Linked DNA regions of Mus musculus: all the other regions are linked to region 3. Evidence: chromatin contacts called from public promoter capture Hi-C data. All regions are on one chromosome and are shown on one strand. The core of a region is the stretch at or near the end of the contact, and the rest is flanking DNA. Distances in the headings are between cores, read along the strand shown.

Region 1 (2,700 bases), core at 156-2,655, 2.5 Mb after region 3:
GCTAAGGGGTGTCCGCAGTGGCAGGACCTTTTTAGGGGCAGGTAAGAGCCATTAAAGAAAGTAACTGTGTCAGACGTGGTGGCAGAAGCCAGCGGGTTTCTGTGAATTCGAGGCCAGTCTGGTCTATAGTGAGTTTCCATATGTAGCCATTGCTACACAACACAATGAAACGGAAAAGGAAATCAGAGGCTTGGGAACTTGTTAAGTGGTTAACGTTTGTTCTTCTTCCAAAGGACCCAGGTTCAGCTCCCAGCACTCCCACAGGTGGCTCACAACCATCCACAAACTTCTTCCTAGGGGATCAGATGCCCTCTTTAGACCTCTGCAAGCACTAGGCACATACAAAGTACACACACATACATGCAGGCAAAACATTCATACACCTGAAATAAGAATACATATTTAAAAGACGGGGGTGAGAGGCGGGCGTGGTGGCGCACGCCTTTAATCCCAGCACTCGGGAGGCAGAGGCAGACGGATTTCTGAGTTCGAGGCCAGCCTGGTCTACAAAGTGAGTGCCAGGACAGCCAGGGCTATACAGAGAAACCCTGCCTCAAAAAACCAAAAACCAAAAAAAAAAAAAAAAAAACCAAAAAAAAAAAAAACCAAAAAAAAACAAAAAACAAAAAAAAACAAAAACAAAAAAACAAAAAACGGGGATGAGGAGAGATAGCTCAGTGGTTAAGAGCACTTGTTCTTGCAGAGGAGCTGGGTTCGATTCCTAGCACTCACAAGACAATTCACAAATGTTTCTAACTCTAGTTCCAGGATGTACAAGATATACACGATATACAGATACACATACGTTCAAAACACTCATACACATAAACTAAATCTTTTTTAAAAAAATGTAAAAAACAAAACTATTTTTTTAAAGCTGAATTCACCACACATACGCGCGCCCGCTTGCTCTTGTCCCAGCCCCACGCGGGCTCGGGATCTGGGGACAGTGGTGGCATTGGGGAGGTCAGTTGGGATCTGACCGACTGTCGGTCCCCTTTGCCCCTGCCAGATAAACAGACGGCCGTGGGAACTCAGAATCGCCCCTTCCCGATGCTGGGATCTGGGGACAGGAGCCTACGCTGCCCGGCGCCTCATAGCACCTGGGAGCCACCGCGGCTCTAGCGATTGCAGATTGGTCGCGGTCCCCGCGACGTGACCTGCGCGCGAGGCTTGTTCGCCCGCCGCGGCGTCCGCGCTGAGGCCTCCGCACCTCCAGAGGGCGCTCTGCGCGGGAGTGGCCAGCCGCTGGGCCTTCGGAGTGTCCCGGTCCGGTCACCGTCCCGAGCAGCCCGGGAGCTCCGGAGCCCGCCTTACGAGTCAGCTCGTGGCTTTCACGGTTTCGGTTTTCGTGGATTGCCGGGAGGTGAGGGGGAGCCAGTGTGGTGCCCGCCCCGGAAGCGACAGTGGAGGAGGGTTGGGCACCCCGGGAAGGGTGGACCGCAGGGATAGCGGCTACTTGCAGAGAGCCTACGGGCTTTGTGGACAGGCGAGGCCACAGGATTAGTTAAGTGGCGTTGGCTATATCTGCGAGGGAAGGGAGTGGAGGGATGAGGGACAACGGAGCGGGGTGGGGGTGTGCTGCGGCGGACGGAAGCGTTTCCCATCCAGGGTTCATGGATTTAAGTGACACAATTTAGGGAGAGGACAGCGGAATCCAAAACAGGGAAGTGTGCACGGGAAGCACCAGGAAGTGTAGAGTGACTGACAGGCAGGAGATGGGAGTGGAAAGGTGTGCTCCGATTAGAAGGTTGGACCGCCAGAGTTGAAGAGATGGGAGGGAAGATAAAGAACTGAAGGCGTGTCTGTGTGTGTATCCTGTTCTGGCAGCTGACCGGAAGAACTGGAAGCCCCGAAGCCCCGGGTATAAATGCAGCGTGCTCTTGGCGTGGGTGGGACTGTGTAGCGGTGAAGCTTAGCAGGCGTTATGCTGGGGTGGGTGTTTTGGGAGGGGAGAGAAGCTGGATCATCCCAAAGTGGTGATCTGACCCTACCCACCATACCCCCTTCAGCCACCATGTTCAACCCGCAACTCCAGCAGCAGCAACAGTTGCAGCAGCAGCAGCAACAGTTGCAGCAGCAGCTCCAGCAGCAGCAGCTCCAGCAGCAGCAACAGCAGATACTGCAGCTCCAACAGCTGCTGCAACAGTCCCCACCACAGGCCTCCTTGTCCATTCCTGTCAGCCGGTGAGTTTTCCACTTCCAGGAGCAGTCTGAGGTCTGACGGCTCAGACCCACATTTTGGAGCCTGGCTCCCAGTAGTTATTTTTTCCCCAGGGGCATCCTTGTTTGAGTATTAAATGTCATCAGTTTCTACCTTGGAGGGGATCCTCCATCTGCCATTGAGATGGAGAGAATGGAGGTGAGAGACCTCCGGGTAGATGGCTTTCCCAGGACCCCTCTGACACCCTACTCCCATCACACAGGGGCCTCCCCCAGCAGTCATCCCCGCAACAGCTTCTGAGTCTCCAGGGCCTCCACTCGACCTCCCTGCTCAATGGCCCCATGCTGCAAAGAGCTTTGCTCCTACAGCAGTTGCAAGGTATGGCAGTTCCCCGTGGCCCTCAGCTTCTTCCTAACCCATTCATTCTTACCAACACTCACAGCGGCCCTAACAGCATCCTTATAGATGAAGATACCAGGCTCCCAGGAGATGAAGTCCACAGGCTACTCTGCTAAGTACAGGGTTACCGGGCTACG
Region 2 (2,700 bases), core at 57-2,556, 2.6 Mb after region 3:
AGAAACCCCGTCTGAGGGGAGGGATGCGGGGGGGGGGGGGGGGGGATAAATAAATAAATAAATAAAACCAGACAGAAAAAAATGACTTATTCATTAGACATATATGGGGAAATATCCAGCTCATAACACTATTCTGTATTAAACTATACTTTCTTTTCTCTCTTTCTCTCCCCCTCCTCCTCTTTTTCTTTCTTTCTTTTTTCTTTCTCTCTCTCTCTCTCTCTTTTTTTTTTGGTGTTTTGAGACAGGGTTTCTCTGTGTAGACATGTAGACCAGGCTGAGCTCGAACTTTCAGAGATCCACCTGCTTCTGCCTCTTGGGTACTGAGATTAAAGTCCACTGTCACCACCACCCAACTAAAACTAGCTTTTTTAAAAAAGGATTTTTTTGGTTTTGTTTTTAAGCTAAGAGAATTGTGAGTCCAAGGCCAGCCTGGCTACAGAGAGAAACCTTATCTTTAAATCTCTGGGCTTACCCCAAGGATTCTGCTTTGCTCGGTGCTGTCCTTGGGCTTCCTATGCTGATACTAAGTAGGTTAAATACCTTGGATGTTGATCCAAGATTATCTTGGACATGACACTTTATGTGGCCACCTAAGTAACAAACTGGCATAATTCACTGCCACCTTACCAGGTTTTCTTCATATTTGGCTATGAAATTCGTAATTACTGTACATACAAATGAACCAAATACTAATTTTGGCCACAAACTGGTTATCAGGCAAACTGCTCATTAGAATCACCCCAGATTGTAAGCCAGTCTATGCCACAATAATGAAACACTTGGTAAAGGGAAGCCACAGTTAAAGTCAAACTGAAAAACCAACATGAAACAGAAAGGGAAGAAAAAGCCACTGCTCAGGGCTTCTTGTGCAGGAAGGATAGTAGTTCTGTTTCTTGCAGACCCAGAAATGGCCATTTCTCCACCCCTGTCTCCCAGTCTTGGCCCATCCCTTTCCAGCCAACAAATATCCTTAGATGTATCTAACTTTCATTTTTTGAAAAAAGTTCCAATTGAGCGATGGTGGCAAAGGCCTTTAATCCCGGCGCACTCAGGAGGCAGAGGCAGGTGGATCTCTGATTCCGAGGCCAGCCTGGTCTACAGAGGGCGTTCCAGGGCAGCCAGGACTACATTGAGAAACACTGTCTAGAAAAAAAAAATCCCCAAAACCAACCGAACAAACAAAAAAAGAATCTTTCTTCAGATTCTTTAACATATTCGCACTCCAATTCGACAAAGGGATCATGACCCAGTGTTCTGAAACAGCAGTGGGGGGCTGGGTCTAAGCCATGAGAAAGAACTGTTCAGTCTTCATCACCCACATCCACACTGATCTGCCTAGAACCCCAGTTCCCATTTTTTTCTTCCCCAACACCCACATGTCTCTGTGAGCAACCAGATTAGAGGCACCGGTGGCATGGAAACGAGAGTGGGGGGAGAAGAGCGAGCGAGCGAGAGACAGACAGACAGACAAGGGGTGCCAATGAGAATGGGTGGATAGGAACCTAGGTGTTGAGGGAGGATGGGCACCAACTTGGCCTTGAGGTCCGTAGGGCAATCTTGAGATCTATCTGTCCTTCTATCTAGAGGGAAGTAGAGGGGGCTTTCTGTCCATCAAAGAGACCCAAGGGTGCCCATCTGTAGCCACGACGAGCTTTTCTCACGGCCCCATCTCCCACCTGAGGAGCCCCACACTAACAAGGTGTGAATTTCCTTTCCATCTGTCAGTGGAGGGACACTATCCCCCCCAACACCAGGGGTTCCGCTCAGCTCTAGCAGCGTCCGTCGAAACCTGACAGGCTACAGAAAGCAGCCCGAGAAGTCCTGCGGTCCCGACCCGTCCCCTTGGCGTCGGTCTCTCTCCTCAAGACCTCCCGGATCCTCCCCGCCCGCGCGGACGGCGCACGCAGACTTACCCGGAGCTCGCCCTCCGTGCGGTGCAGTCCCAGGCGCCGCAGCCCCACCGCCAGGTCGTTGACACACAGGCCGCCGTCGCGGTTGACGTCGAGTGTCTGGAAGAGGCTCCACAGGCGTAGCTGGTGGTCCGGGCCGCCACAGACGGCGCCGCCGCACGGGTCCCCTACAGAAGCCGGCGACGAGGCGGACGACGAGGCGGTGGCGGCGGCGTCCGGCGGCGGGGAGGCCACGCAGCGGCACAACACACTGCTCACCATCGGGCGCGAGGCGGGGGCGCCGGACGCCGGGCTGAAGGCGGCAGGAGAGCGACCCGAGCGCGGAAGCACGCCGGCTTTCCTCAGACAGCGAGCGCGGGCTCCGAGAAGCCGGCCGACTGGAGGGAGGGGCCGCTTCCGGGAGCCCCGCCCCGCGGCGCGCAGAGGCGCTGACCGCGCCCTCTGGCGCACTGCCGACCAATCATAGGCCGGTATGTCGGCTCCGGGATCAATGAGGGGGCGGAGTCACCGTGCCAGCTCGAAGGCGATTCAAACTGAGGGAGCCGGGGATTGGCTGAAGCTGGGTAATAGGCAAGCAGAAAGCCTTGTGTCCAATTCCCATTCAGAAGCTCTATTTAGACTGCGGAATGATGAGGCTGAGAGGAGCGTTGTGTAAGGAGAGATCGTAGCTAACAGTGGAAATGAAATGTATATGAGGGTAACTGTGGACTGAAGTTAGAAAACACAGCACCATTGAATAAAATGAAAATTTAACGGGCTGACGACTCGAAACCGAGAACACGAATCA
Region 3 (2,700 bases), core at 174-2,673:
AAGGAAGAAGAAAGAAAGAAGAAGAAGAAGAAGAAGAAGAAGAAGAAGAAGAAGAAGAAGAAGAAGGAAGAAGAAAGAAGAAGAAGAAGAAGAAGAAGAAGAAGAAGAAGAAGAAGAAGAAGAAGAAGGAAGAAGAAAGAAGAAGGAAGAAGAAAGAAGAAGAAGAAGAAGAAGAAGAAGAAGAAGAAGAAGAAGAAGAAGAAGAAGGAAGAAGAAGGAGAAGGAGAAGGAGAAGGAGAAGGAGAAGGAGAAGGAGAAGGAGAAGGAGAAGGAGAAGGAGAAGGAGAAGGAGAAGGAGAAGAAGAAGAAGAAGAAGAAGAAAGGCTCGGCTTGCTGGTGTACTCCTATAACCCCAGCAAGCAGCAGAGATAGGCAGATTTCTGCTCAAACGCAGCAAGTTCCAGGCCAGCCAGGGTTGCACGCACAAAATGAACCGTCAAGGGTTGACGAACAAATATGACATGGTAAGACTGCCCTGCCGGCTGTGGAGGTGGGAAGGTAGTTCACGCTCCAGGGAGGAGCTGGTGGGAGCACAACTACTGTGTTGGAGTTAAGGTGTCAAGGAAATGAGGTCTACCCAGCCCGGAGGTTGTTAAAGTCTCCCAGAATCCAGGGCGGGAACGTGAGCCTCGTGACAGTCCCCCACGATTGGCTAACAGGGAAGCATAGTTGAGAAGATGGCGGCTCAGCAGAGAGAACCTCAGCAGAGCAGGTCCGTATAGAAGCGGCGTACGGTGTGCGGGAGGGCGGCAGGGGCGTGGGGAGTGCGGCCTCTTCCTTCGGTTTGGGGCGTGTGGGAGAGGGGTACAGTTTGTGGAGTGTGCACAAGTTGTCTGCACTGAGCGGCCGAGGCATAGGAATGGCTTTCCAGAAGCCCCAGCCTGTCGCTTGTACAGACGCCCTCTGCGTCCAGCTTCCTCCTGTGTTTCGAGGGGAGCGCGTTAGGGTTCAGGATTCAGGAGGACCAGGGCAAAATGGCGGAGGGGACTCGGTGGCCTGAACGGTGGGGCAAGACCAGGCCGGCTGGCGCGGGAGGCGTCGCGTGTCTCCCTGACGACGGGGCGGTGGACAGGCCTCGTGACCCAGAAGTGGGCGGAGCGTCCCCGTGTGGGGCGGGGCATCTCTGTGACGCTGGGGGCTGGGCCTAAATGGCGAAACCCGAGAGGCTCCGGGGGGGGTTTGAACTGGCCAATGGGCGAGCTGCCGACCGGTTGTCGGAAAAGGAGGCGGAAGCGGGGAGGAGCCGCCGCGGGAGCCGGACTGCATCCGCCGCGGCGTCTCCATGGCACGACCCTGGCCTCCGACTTCAACGACTTCATAAGGAGACGGTTCTGGGCGCAGCCGTGCCGCTCTTGGTGAGAGGCCACGCGGCGGGGCAGGGCGTAGAGTGCCGCGGGTTCAAGCCCCGCGCTCCCGGGGCTGGCTCGACCGGGCACCGTCCCCGAGTCTAGGCGCGCTCCTTCCTGCGTCCGAACCCGGCCCGCCCCGCTCCTCGTTGGGCGCGGGCCCTTCCTCCTCCCGCTAACGGGCGGGCCGGCCGCCTCCGTCCTCTCCGGGCCATCGGCAGCGCTCTTTCCCTCCTCTGCTGTCCTCGGGCAGGGCTGCGCCCTTCTATGGGCAGAACCCCGTCCCCTCTTGCCCGCTGGTGGGTGGCCGTGCGCCCCATCCTCCCCGGAGGCCACCCCTGCTCTCTGCGGACTGGGCCGCAGCAGTTACATGCGCTCGGGGTGGGCAGGCCTCCGGGGACCCTCCAGACCAGCTCCAGGGATGTGGGTGATCCAGGAGCGGTCTGGCTCTCCATGCCGCCCCGCCTAGGCCGCCGCTCCACCCCTTCCATCTATTGGTTCTCCCTGGTAGCTATTCTGCCGGGAACGCCCCTTCACCTAGGAGACAGTTGCCCAGGCACTGTCCCGAAGATCCCTCCAGCTCCCTGTGCGGGTTCCCGCCCCTGGGGGGCCCACTTGGGGCCTAGCAGTTCTCACCTTCTTCGCACTCCAGGCAGCCCTCAGGTTTAAACCCTAGTAGCCGTCGGCCCGCTATTCTTCCCGGGTGGGGTCTGGGCATGCTGGTCGTTGTCCTCCTTTCAGTGACGTGGCCCCTCACTGTCCTGCCGCGCCCTCCACCTGCCTCCTGGCGGCGCACTCGGCACCCCGCAGGTCGCTCAGCCTCTCCTGTCTCCCTCCCTCCCCACTTTGGCAGGACAGTTGCTGTGCGACTTGGACAGTAGAGGAGCGCCTCCCAAGTTTTCATCCAACTGCCACCCCCAAAGCTTCCACCCTCCTCCCCTCAGAGAGAGGACGTTTGATGCCCGGCCCCTGAGATTCTCATTGGCCAGCCCCTCTGGGTCCCCCTGAGCAGAGCCTGCCGACCCAATTGCCCATCTTTGCGGCTTTGATGCTTAACCATGTCTGCCTCATCCTCAGGCGGCTCCCCCAGGTACAGCCAATGTGGGGGGCGCCTTTGCAGTAGGGCAGGGAAAGGTGGTCAGGGCTCCCCAGGCCAGGCTCAATGGAAACTTTTTTTTAGTTTCCCAGGTACTGAAAGTCTGGACCCAAAACACTTGAAAGTGACTTTGAAAGGGGAGGAGTAAAGACTCCCCTCCCCCGCCTACAGCTTACTAGTAGCAAACAAGATCACTCTTAATGCTTTGAGTTCAGCTTGGCTTCAGACTCACTAGGTAGTCAAGGTTGTGCTTGAATT
Region 4 (2,700 bases), core at 135-2,634, 2.4 Mb after region 3:
GCATCCTTGAATACAGCCTGAGTCTGGGACCAGCCTGCCTCCATCTGAGGCTTAAAAGCCATCTTATTAAGTACAAAATACACTCAATCCTCTTTATGATTAAACCTGCTTCTCAAGGAATTGGGCTATGCCCCACCTAAAACCTTAACTTCAAATGGTTCTGCATGGCCTGTTACAGGGATGGCAGTCTTGTCTTTGTTCCAAAAAGTTGTTTATAACCATCTTGCAACCCCACCTTTGTTTCAAAAGGAAGACCTTGTTCTGCCCATCTTGCAATCATGTCTTTGAGGAGGTCATTTGGACTAACGGGTATGCTTATGTTCTGCCTCTGTAACCCCACCAAGTCCCCATTTAGAAACCCCCTACCCCTGAACTCTAAAAAGCCTTGTCGTCCTCAATCCGAGGCTGACTTTTCGAGCTCCGCCTTAGGGACCCGTTTACACGAATTAAAATGTTTGCTTTAACCAACTGTTTGCTTTGAGTTGGCCACTATGATTTGGGTCTTTCTCCTCTAATCTTTGGTATTGACAACTGTCTCAAAGGGAAGGGGTATAAAAAAAAAAGAAATTACTAAAAAGAAGCGAATCATCTAAAAGAGTACTTTAAAAATTCATCTTTTGAGGATGAGAAATGAATAACTTTGAGTTTTGGGGGTGGCATTGGGAGTGGTCAGCATAAAGATGCACATATTTCTTGACTGGGGAACCATGCAGGGACTGGTGGCAGGCTGGGTGAGGGGACAAAGCAACGAGCAAGAGCGGTTGGAGAAGCGTAGGCATCGGGCAGGTAGGACTGGGAGGGGAGGAACCCATGTCTGAGAAAGGAAAGAGAAGGAGTGGAATTAGGAAAGGGCTAAGCTTGGAGGCGACCGGCGGGTGCTGGGATGCAGAGGGGTGGGGCTGATATACTCACCGGTGATCGGTAGCCGCCATGGTAAAGTCGGCTGAATTCTGACTCACCCCTGGGGAGGAACCCGAGAAAAAGGCTGATGAGGATGGGGTTACCGAGGGGGCGCGGGAGCCGCAGCTGCAAGAGGTTGGGTCGGGACCCAGCTACTGGGATGGGGTGGGGGTCTTTGGGGTCGGGGTGCGCATCGTGGGAAGGGGAAAGTGTGGAGAACGGGTTACGGAGAGGCCTGGTGAGGAGGCGTGAGGGGTCGGGCAAGGGCTGGAAAACGAAGCGCGGCGCGCTCCTCACCCACCTCCTGAACCCTAAGGTCCGGGGCACCCGGAGTGGGGTGGGCTTAAACTCGGAAGGGTCCAGGGTTGGGGTTAAACGGCTGCTTCAGGGAACTAGAAACCGACGACGGAGACCACCAACCGCCCCACGTCAGGCTGCGCACGCACCAAGTTAAAGCGGTTCCGCCCCTGCTTCCCATAGGCCGCTGTGAGGGGTCATGGCTGCGCGCGCAGCTCTCGTCGTTAACTCCACCCGTCGCTCAGGCCTCGCGACCGCGTGGCCACGCCTCCCTGTCGTTCATCGTTCTCATCAGCCAATGGGCTTGGAGAAGGTAGGTCACGCTGGGTTTCCGAGCGTCCAAGGGGCGCTCTGCACCCGCCTTCTCTGGCCCTTGTAGAGAAGCCGTAGCTTCCGGAAGCAGTTTCGCGGTGGCTGCCGGGATCGTGGTGATGTGGCCCCCCCGCTTCCCCCCTCCCCGCCCCGGGATGTCGGAAGAAACCAGGCAGAGCAAATTGGCTGCGGCCAAGAAAAAGGTAAAGCGCTCCGGGTCGCGGCCCCTTGACCCCACCCGAGCTCCTCCAACGGCAGGACCCATGACCAGAGTCCGAGTCTTTCCCGAGACACACGGGTAGAAGAACCCCTCAGCGCCCTGGGCTCCCCCAGTGAAGTCTTCTCAGCCAGCCCCGCCCCCTCAGCAACCCAGCCCCCGCCCTCTCAGTCGCCCCTAGGTGACTTTGGTCAGTGACACAGGGTCTCTTAGCCCCCGGCTCCGGACGCTCCAATCCAGACCTCCCAGGGCACCTGTCTCCAAGGTCCTCGGTCCTGGCCCTGTAGGCGACTCGGGCGTTGGTAGTATGGAGTGGAATGTAGTTACGTCACAGTCCCCCCTCGAAACTGTCATTACTACTCCGAGTCTGGTTTGGATTGCTCCACCTGCTCACCTAATGTTGTTGCCCCTTTTCCCGTTTCTCTGGTGGAGAACCCATTTCCACCTGGAAGGGAGCCCAAGTGTGGAATCTAGTGCGGAGACGCTGTAGGCGCCCGCATTCCCTTAACTTAGCATTAGTGTGAGCACAACACTGTCAGCACCCCTTGCTGACATGGATTGGTTTGGTTTGGATTTGGTTGTCTGCTCTCTAGAGAGACTGTAATCTCTCTGGAGCAAAACGCATGTTATAGTGTTGATCAGTGTCTTGGGGAACTGAACTTAACTTAAAATTCAGCCAGAATGTCTTTTCCAACTGGGGTGGTGAGAAGCACGGGATGCGGGTGAGGCATCTCACGGGAAACATCACTTTCCCATGCTTCTTTTGAGAGAAAAAAACCATAAAAGTCTGGTTTGGCATTTTCATAGATTTGTAGAGACTTCTCTCTGCGATGACAAGGGCTGTGCCCTTTCTGTTCCCATGTTCACTAAAGCCGTGGCTTCACGGTTTCTGCCCTTCTGTCATGTTGTAAACTTAGGAAGCAGGTTTAGGAAGTACTGCGGTGTACCTTTAGTATGTGTTGCTAAAACGGCCC
Region 5 (2,700 bases), core at 118-2,617, 3.0 Mb before region 3:
TACTTCATGTCAAAAGGACACTGCCCAGTCTTTGTGACAGTTTATAAGAAATAAAGGGCTAGAGAGATGGTACATTCAGTTCGATTCCCAGCAACCACAAGGTGGGTCACAACCAGCTGCCATAGGATCTGATGCCCTCCCTCTTCTGTCTGATGTTCTCTTCTGTCTTGCAGGTATAGATGCAAATAGAGTCCTCATATACATTAAATAAATCAATCTTTTAAAAAGACATTGACTTATTTAATGTATATGAGTTCACTGTTGCTGTCTTCAGACACACCAGAAGAGGGCATCAGATCTCATTACAGATGGTTGTGAGCCACCATGTGGTTGTTGGGAATTGAGCTCAGGACCTCTAGAAGGGCAGTCAGTACTCTTAACTGAGCCATTTCTCCAGTCCTTAAATAAATAAATCTTAAAAAGAAAGAAAAGATGTTCAATAAAGGATTAAAAAGACAAACTTTCTGATCTCTGAGTTTAAGCTTACAGGTGGACCAGCTGGAGCCTAACACAGACCTCAGTGGGCTTGAGGCTTCTCAGAAATTATTTAAATAGAACAGCATTTCTCAACCTGTGGATTGCCTTTCACAGGGGCTGCCTAAGACCATCGGAAAACACTGGCATTTACGACTCAAAGGGTAACAACAGTTCTGTAGTTGCAACAAAAATAATTTTATGGCTGGAGGTCACCACAACATGAGGGTTGTGGTGTTTAAGGGTTAAACTCACCAGTCATCACAAGAATCTATGGCAAGGGTAAACCTCAGCCCAGGTGGCTAGTGCTCAGTAACTAACGTAGAGCCCTGGCAAACGGGCCAGAGTTCTCCTCTCTGCTCTGTGCTTGTCACTATTTGGCTCTTCTATTTATCTGCTGTCCCATTACTTTTAACGCCTCTTCACTCCTACCCGCACCGGTCAGGTGAGTCACATTCCCTCTGCTTTCCTCACCCCTGTACCCAGGCCCCAGGGAAAACCAGTCCCAGCCTTCTCCAATGGCTTCGGAACAGCTACCACACACCTTGGCGGTCTTGATGATCTCGGTGAAGTTGTCCATGATGGACTTGATGTCGTCTTTGAGCCGCTTGTTGTATGACTGCAGCAGCGTCTCCTTGCTCTGGGGAAGGGCTCTCTGCTGGGCCATGGCGGGCCCTGGACGAGAACCAGTCTGGTCCGGCCCGAACCGAGTACTGAGGGCTGGGGACCGGGATTTCCGATACAACAGCTCCGTCCACGAACACACGCCCGGCAGCAGGCCCTTACGGCGAGGGAACAAAGCACCCGCACGCTCCTTCCCGCGGCTTCCGTTCACTCCTGGCGCCTCCCGCCGCCTCTCGGAGCCTGCGGTCCGGTGCCAGGGCCCGCCCGCCTGGACGAACGCGCAGCCGCGGCCCGACACGCCCCCGCTCAGGCTCCGCCCCTCTGTCAGAGTCCGAAGTGGGTCCTTGTCGCTTTAAATCCGAAATCCCGCGAGGGCGCCTGCTCTCGCGATATCTGCGGCCACTTACTTATCCCCCACAATTCCCTCTTCTTTCTTTCTCCAGCAGCCGAGCAAGATGGTGAGTGTCTCTGGGCCCCCGCGCTATCCGCCTCCATCCGCCGCCCGTCGCCCGTCAGCGGCGTTCTCCGCCGTCCCTGTCTCCTCGGGGTCCCTCGCGGAAAGGGAGCCACAGCGACCGACTCACAGGCAATGACTCCGCTGCCCGATGGCACGGGTTTCTCTCTTCCGTACAGCCCAAAGGGAAGAAGGCCAAGGGGAAGAAGGTGGCCCCGGCCCCCGCCGTCGTCAAGAAGCAGGAGGCCAAGAAGGTGGTCAACCCTCTGTTCGAGAAGAGGCCCAAGAACTTCGGCATTGGTAAGGAGTGGCGTCGGCGTGTCACAAGGGCAAGGCGCCTTGACGGGCAATGGACTGAATGAGAGCCGGGCACCGTCCCGAGCAGCCGCCACTGCGCATGCTCGGCTGGTGTGAGAAGGGGAATGGTGGTCGTGTGCAGATGATGTGACAGAATATTTGCTATCAGATGAGTGGTGATGACACTAGAACCACCAAGATCGCTGATGCACCGACGCCCTCCTGCCCTGGGTACTGCCTCGGCTGCAGGCCGGCCCGAGGAGAGGCCTCGGTCACAGTGTCCCTCTTAACTTCCCAGGACAGGACATCCAGCCCAAAAGAGATTTAACGCGCTTCGTCAAATGGCCCCGCTACATCAGACTGCAGCGGCAAAGAGCTATCCTCTACAAGCGGCTCAAAGTCCCTCCTGCCATTAACCAGTTCACCCAGGCCCTGGACAGGCAGACAGGTGAGGTTCCGGGCCCCAGAGCCAGAAACTGGCCCCGAGTTTGCCCTTACTGCAGTGCATGGCCACACTAATACAGCTATGAAGAGAGAGGTGGAAGGGGGTCCCCAGTCCCTCCACCTGGAATGGGCGGGATTTGGTGAGGAAGCAGTTGAGGAAGGATCCCCGTGTTGACCTCCTGCCGTCTCATCAGTGTACCACAATAGGGTGGTTTTGTTGGGGGATCAGGGTCTCTAGTTGTGGAGCTCAGCATTGCTGCCTGTTTCATGAGTGCTGGTATTAATGGCATGAGCCACAGCCATTCAGGGCTAGGAGGTCAGACACAACTTTTCAATGCCAGGTTAAGTGACAGGTTAGAATTGGGCCTGGGCGTGAGATTGCTGGCCAAGTAATAGCCCCAGCGCCT
Region 6 (2,700 bases), core at 98-2,597, 2.4 Mb before region 3:
TCTTAGGTAGAGCCGGGATGAGGATGGAGGTGGACAGGTTTGAATGTTATCTGAGAGGTGGGTGGCAGAGGATTAGGTTTGGTTTCCAGTCCGGTTAGCTAGGCAGATACGGAGATGTTATTCTTACCATCCCATGCTCCACTCCATCCAGGGCTCCTGGCATAGGTCTGTTAGACACACAGATTCGTCTGAACTGTTTCTGTGCCTTTAGCAGGAGATTCCAGGCCAATGTCAGTCTTCTCACACTCTTGTAGCTATGGCAACCACACACTCTCCATTCTCAAGCTTCAGTTGCTTAGTCCCTCCCTCTGCACAGGTTCCCCACGCGTTATATTTGATATTCCCAGACTGGAAGATGAGGCTGCACAGGTCATAGCCACCTCCAAGAGTCTAAGACCATGTGAGTTAGACAGTGAAGTGAGAGGTGCAGACCTGGCTCCAGGTTCTCCTTCTGTCCCTGTGTCCTCCTCTCTGGGTGTTTTCCCCGTTAGTGACAGGAGTAGAGGTGGTCCAACAGGAAAGAGGGCTGTCAAAACTTTGCTAACTGCAGGCCGGCCAGCCTGCTAGGGGCTGTCTTGTGAAAATGAGATAAAGCCTTTAAAATGGAGCTCCAGAGCCACACAGGAGCCAGATTGTAGTGGATGCTGTGGCTGCCTGGAATGTGAACTGCCTGAGCCTACATTCAGGTGCAACTGCATCGTTCCAGATGCATGCATAGCTGGAGGACTTGGAGCCCCTGTGTTAGGGACACTTGCCTTTCCTGTCCACATTCTTTCTTGTTTGTCTTCTAAGTCAGGTAGCTCCTCTCTTGTCAGCGTGCAGGCTTCCTTCTCTACAGTAGTGCCCTGCCTTCCCTGGACACTACTGTAGATCTCTCCCTGCAGCGGTAGCTCCTAAGACCTTTTTCGGAGTGTGTCTGTGTGGGGTGGTGGTGGTGGTACAGCGTAGCCTCCTTATGGCCCTGTAGAAGAGAGGCAAGTATGTTCAATTTGAGCTGTGGTTTGCAGCGGCAGGAAGCCCCCCGCCTTGCGGTAGGCTGGGGAGGCCGCAGGAGCTCCGGACTTCCGGACCTCGTGGACATCCACCAGTGGCACCAAGAGGTTTCCCAACAGTCCTGGGCAGGCACGGGCCAGCACAGGCAAATTGTAACTGTTAGCTTGGCTACACAGCCTAGAATAACAGGAGAGGCACCTAAGCACGTTCTCACCCATCTTTAATTCTAGAGTGCTCCAGTCTGCAGTTACCGAACACCAGTAGCGGTCAAATAGGAAGCGAGAACCACAGACGGCCCCTTTAAGGCGCTCCGCCTCCTCTAGTTTTTCTGACCCTCGTCGCCGCCCGTTGTCCCGCCCCTCGCGCACGCGCAATCCCTCCCGCCTCCCGCGCCGCTGCCGCCTAGTCCAGCAGATCGTCTGCTCTCGCGCGTAGGGCTAGCCGACGCGACGCCAGAGCGCCCGGCCCCGCCGCCGCGGCCCCGGCAGGTAAGCGAGAAACCCGGTCCCGCGGGCGCGAGGCGAGCGGCGGCCACGAGGGCCCTCGGGCTCCGGGCTCCACAGCGCCGCACGTGTTCCGAGGGCCTCGGGCCGGGCCGGACGCCGCATTTGCGGCCGCGCCCCGACCCCGCCGCCCCTTGTGGCCGCCACGGCCCGCTACTTCCACTGCGGCCCCTGCTACGCCCCTAGACCCTTAGTCCTGCGAGCTTCTCGAGACTCACACCTCAGACTGGCGTCACTGGGAGTGGAATTCTCTGTCTCATCGGGGACACCCAGCCAGCGTCGCGCAGGTTTCCTTGGCCACTTGGCGCCTCTCGTGCTGCGGGCACAACCCTCATTTGTGTCCTAGCGCAAGTTTCTACCTGACTAGGGCTGACCGGTCAAGGGTTTCTGAACATTGTCCGGGACAGCCGGGCAGTTGAGCGCACAGTGGTGTGAAGCCAAGGCTACTAGTACCTAGGTATCTAGGAGCCCAGAGAGGATGGGTTGGAGTTCTTTGTTGGGTTACCTACTGCACTCACCTGAGTGACTGAACCATTCTGTCTTCCCATACTTGTGTACTAGGGTGGAAACCAGGAGTCTACATTTGACTGGAGGGAGACTGATGGCTGCTGCCCTTCCATAGTCAGGCTCACTCTAGTGTAAAGCCCCGGCTGCGGCTGCCGGTTACCTACCTCCTTTGTGGGCAGTGGAGGCCAGCTCCAAACCACCTGCTGAGGATCCTGCTTAACCCAGCTTCCTCCCAGACCTGCCCTCCCCAAGTCCTGCTTTCCTGAGTGCTCTGTCTTGGACTCTACCCTGTGGAATTGGAAAGTGGTGGTCTCCTTTGAGCCGGTTTCAGGTTGATGCTAGCCTCACATTTAACTGCTTTGAATTCCTGAGCCTCCTGAATGCTGTGAGGCAGATTGGCTAATGTTGATATTCTTTCTTTCTTTCTTTCTTTCTTTCTTTCTTTCTTCCCCGTTTTTGTTTTTGTTTTTTGGTTGGTTGTTTGGGGCCCACATCCTTAGAGCTCTTCATCCTTAGAGCTGGAATTAAAGTGGGTGGTGCTACAACTAGTGTCTTCAGATGTTAATATTTGTCTTCCTGAAAGACCCAGCTTATTAACGATGTGATGGGCAGGGCTGGGTGGTGGTGTGCTTGTTGGCAAGGTCATCCACCTGCTGTTAGGTGAATCTCTTTATATGCTAAAAGAAGCTTAGTTCCT
Region 7 (2,700 bases), core at 172-2,671, 2.4 Mb before region 3:
GATCTCTTCAGGGGCACCCCCACCCCCAGTAATGCACACCACTAAGAAAGTGCAAAACAAAAGGGGGGGGGGATGGACGACACAACAACCAGCTTGTCCTCATGGGTTAAGGGGGACAGGACCTGAGCCCTTCAATTCCTTCACTCATTTCTCTTCCTGCACCCAGTCCCATGTTAGCCACTGAAGAACACAAGAATGACCTCAGAGACACAAACTTATACAGTTAAGAAGTTTAAGGTAGAGAAACAACAGCTGTGCACTTATTTCTGGCAGAAAGCTCTTAATCAAAATTGCAAAGGGCAGAGCCTTAAAATTGAGCCCTAAAGTATGAACTCACAAAAGGTATGCCCCGGCTCCCAGTGAGCCCCCTTCCCGCTCCTTACCGCCCCCCCCCCGCCGCCCCAGGGCAAGAAGACTGTTTATGGCTTCCTCGTTAGCCCTGCCCCCGTCGCAGCAACTGGTGGAGAGAACTTCCCCAAGCCGCCAGGATTTTTCACCGGGAATCCTCAAGAACCTTACATACGAGAGGCTTTGGGGTGCGCATTCCTCACCCAACTAGCTTGCGTGTTATACACGAAGTAAGAAAAAGACGTGCACCCCACCCCTTCCACCTCAATCCGAATCGACCTCGCCCGGATTAAGTACTCGTTTAGGCTGATTTCAAAACATGAACTGGGTTTCCTCCTGGCCTGGCTGCAATAATCCAGTAACTCGTAAGCGCGCAAAGTCGTCTCCCGGGCCATAACTCTGCAAATGCAGCCGCCGCCCCCCAAGCCACGCCGCGGCTGCCCCACTTGCAAGGCTCCAGCGGTGTCCAGGCCCAGCCTGGCCTGCCCTGCGACGATCCGCCCTAAGTGGCGCCGGAGCGACCCTGGGCACACCGCGCGCACCTTCCCGCGCCGCGCATCCTCCAGGCAGTCCCCTTCGGAAGATGGCGGGCAGAGGAAAAGGGGAAAGGAAAAAAAAATCCCTTCCGTGAGGGAGGGCTGGCGCAGAGAGCGCGGGCTGTGCCAAGTCCAGGCTGGGCGCTCCGACCAAGGCGACGCCTCCCAGTCCGGCCCGAGGCGACCGGCAAGCCGCGGGCGCACAGCGCAAGGCGGAGGGCAGCGGAGCCCGCGCAGTCGCTGCGACCCCGGGCAGGCGGCCGCCCCGCTTTGTTGCATCGCGGCCGCGCACAAAGGCGGCGGCCCCGGGCTCCGGGCTTCGAGACGCGCGGGAGGCCTGCACCATGCGTTCCGGGCCGTGTTCTCTCAGCCAAGTCCGCCGCCGCCACCGCCACCGCCGCCGCCGCCCAGAGTGTACAAGGAAACGAGAAAAAGGCGTACTTGGCCTAGGCGGCTCCAGCGCCGTCTGCTCCCGGCCCGCGCGGCCGGCTCCTCTTTGGCTCGCCGGCCCCGGCAGCATAATAGACGCGCCGGAGCTGTACAGGGCTCATGCGCTACGCCGCGGCGCCTGGCGGGAGTCGTAGTCCGCGCCCGGGCTCGCGCCAGGGCCGCCCAGGGGAGGCCGAGGCGCACGGACTACATGTCCCGGCCCCGCCGGCGCCACGCCGTGCCCCGCCCCGCGCGCCCCCGGCCGCCCGCCCGGCCGCCCTGGCCGCCAGCGGGCCCGGCCTAGGGGCGCGTGGGGGCGGGGCTGGGAGGTTGCCCGCCAGGACCCGAGGCGACGCTGGAACCTTGGCCCGCCCGCGCGCCTTCACTTTAGCGTTCTCAGCCACACGCAGGGAATAAGAACTGGTGGGCGGATTTCCAGAAGCCTAGGAAAACGTGGGAAAGGCGGGAACGCAGTTAGCACCCTGGGGTCACTACCCGGGTACCCCGAGGCCTCCCTCAAACCCCGAATGCTCACAAGCAGGGAGGCGCGCACCGGCCCCAGCCCATGTTTGTAAACAAACCGCGCGCCTAATTAGCCTGGCGAGGGCGCGCGCAGGGCGGTCCTTGCCAGGGAGGAGTCGCGATCAATCCCGCCCCAAAATCCTGGGGCGGGTTGAAGACCTGGGGACTCCGTAAGAGACCTGGCTGGTGGTGCCGGAAAAAGGCGGATTCTCCAAAGCTAGACACCAGTAAGGGATGCTTCAGGCTGTGCCAGCCAACTTTCCCTCTCTGGAGTCTCAGTGTGTCCCCATGTGCCTATGGAAAGACAGGAATGAGATTAAGTCCCGCCCTTTTTCTGCGTTTTGAAAGGGTTAGGACGGGGTCACACTTCAGATCTTGGTTTTGGTGAAAATTACAATGGTGCCTACGTTAGTCAGTTTTTATCCAGTTGTAATTTAAGGTGGGTGTGTGATAGACCCCAACAAAAACGTTACAAACAAAACAAGTTTTTCCATCAGTGCCCGCTGAACCTGCCTGCCAATGCAGGGTTCCAATTCTGCTGTGAGCTGGACCTATTCCAAGATCCTGGTGTCACTGAGTTTATTTCTGGCTGAGCGGGCACTTTGCTGCATGCAAGAAATGCACAGGTGGTTATGGTATTAAATACCAGACACACACACACACACACACACACACACACACGTACACACACACATACACACACATACACAACGAATATGTTCTGTACCTGAAAATGAAAAAGGCTCAAGAAGGCAAAGTGACATCCTTGGTCTCAGAGGTCCCAAGCTCCAAGCCCAGGGTCCTTGGAAGAGATTTGAGGACAAGCTGGAGCCTCTCCAGGCTCTTCTTGTCTCCTCTTTGGTCT

Evidence for each region. Promoter capture Hi-C pulls out the DNA fragments that hold promoters and counts their contacts.
Region 1: a contact with region 3 is called in a promoter capture Hi-C map of liver, with 4 times the contacts expected there. The contact joins the promoter of Ciz1 here to the promoter of Odf2 in region 3. A contact is called at or near these places in 3 of 39 promoter capture datasets (liver, neutrophils and pre-B cells) and 1 of 115 datasets of contacts at active chromatin or transcription factors (embryonic forebrain).
Region 2: a promoter capture Hi-C map of liver shows a contact between it and region 3, with 2.3 times the contacts expected there. The contact joins the promoter of Naif1 here to the promoter of Odf2 in region 3.
Region 4: a promoter capture Hi-C map of pre-B cells shows a contact between it and region 3, with 5 times the contacts expected there. The contact joins the promoter of Swi5 here to the promoter of Odf2 in region 3. A contact is called at or near these places in 2 of 39 promoter capture datasets (liver and pre-B cells) and 1 of 115 datasets of contacts at active chromatin or transcription factors (embryonic forebrain).
Region 5: a promoter capture Hi-C map of liver shows a contact between it and region 3, with 4 times the contacts expected there. The contact joins the promoter of Med22 here to the promoter of Odf2 in region 3. A contact is called at or near these places in 2 of 39 promoter capture datasets (liver and pre-B cells).
Region 6: a promoter capture Hi-C map of liver shows a contact between it and region 3, with 3 times the contacts expected there. The contact joins the promoter of Wdr5 here to the promoter of Odf2 in region 3.
Region 7: a promoter capture Hi-C map of liver shows a contact between it and region 3, with 2.5 times the contacts expected there. The contact joins the promoter of Brd3 here to the promoter of Odf2 in region 3.

Annotation. Positions count from the first base shown.
Region 1 is chr2:32,361,793-32,364,492 of GRCm38.p6, forward strand. It overlaps Ciz1 (CDKN1A interacting zinc finger protein 1), which reads left to right and starts at 1,406. Exons shown (of 17, transcript NM_028412.2): 1 at 1,406-1,506; 2 at 2,013-2,187; 3 at 2,427-2,542. The coding sequence starts at 2,018.
Region 2 is chr2:32,449,151-32,451,850 of GRCm38.p6, forward strand. Naif1 (nuclear apoptosis inducing factor 1) reads left to right here and starts at 1,307. Exons shown (of 2, transcript NM_194335.2): 1 at 1,307-2,700. It overlaps Slc25a25 (solute carrier family 25 (mitochondrial carrier, phosphate carrier), member 25), which reads right to left and starts at 2,320. Exons shown (of 10, transcript NM_001164357.1): 1 at 1,917-2,320. The coding sequence starts at 2,174.
Region 3 is chr2:29,888,567-29,891,266 of GRCm38.p6, forward strand. Odf2 (outer dense fiber of sperm tails 2) reads left to right here and starts at 1,424. Exons shown (of 21, transcript NM_001369060.1): 1 at 1,424-1,645; 2 at 2,200-2,436. The coding sequence starts at 2,405.
Region 4 is chr2:32,286,685-32,289,384 of GRCm38.p6, forward strand. Swi5 (SWI5 recombination repair homolog (yeast)) reads right to left here and starts at 1,385. Exons shown (of 5, transcript NM_175190.5): 1 at 1,202-1,385; 2 at 913-961. Golga2 (golgi autoantigen, golgin subfamily a, 2) reads left to right here and starts at 1,642. Exons shown (of 26, transcript NM_001080968.2): 1 at 1,642-1,712. The coding sequence starts at 1,665.
Region 5 is chr2:26,909,275-26,911,974 of GRCm38.p6, forward strand. It overlaps Med22 (mediator complex subunit 22), which reads right to left and starts at 1,368. Exons shown (of 4, transcript NM_001033908.1): 1 at 1,019-1,368. The coding sequence starts at 1,141. It overlaps Rpl7a (ribosomal protein L7A), which reads left to right and starts at 1,533. Exons shown (of 8, transcript NM_013721.3): 1 at 1,533-1,556; 2 at 1,732-1,852; 3 at 2,148-2,297. The coding sequence starts at 1,554. Gm23969 (a small nucleolar RNA gene) reads left to right here and starts at 1,987; the gene lies at 1,987-2,060.
Region 6 is chr2:27,513,800-27,516,499 of GRCm38.p6, forward strand. Wdr5 (WD repeat domain 5) reads left to right here and starts at 1,348. Exons shown (of 14, transcript NM_080848.2): 1 at 1,348-1,481.
Region 7 is chr2:27,474,252-27,476,951 of GRCm38.p6, forward strand. Brd3 (bromodomain containing 3) reads right to left here and starts at 1,422. Exons shown (of 12, transcript NM_001113573.1): 1 at 1,326-1,422.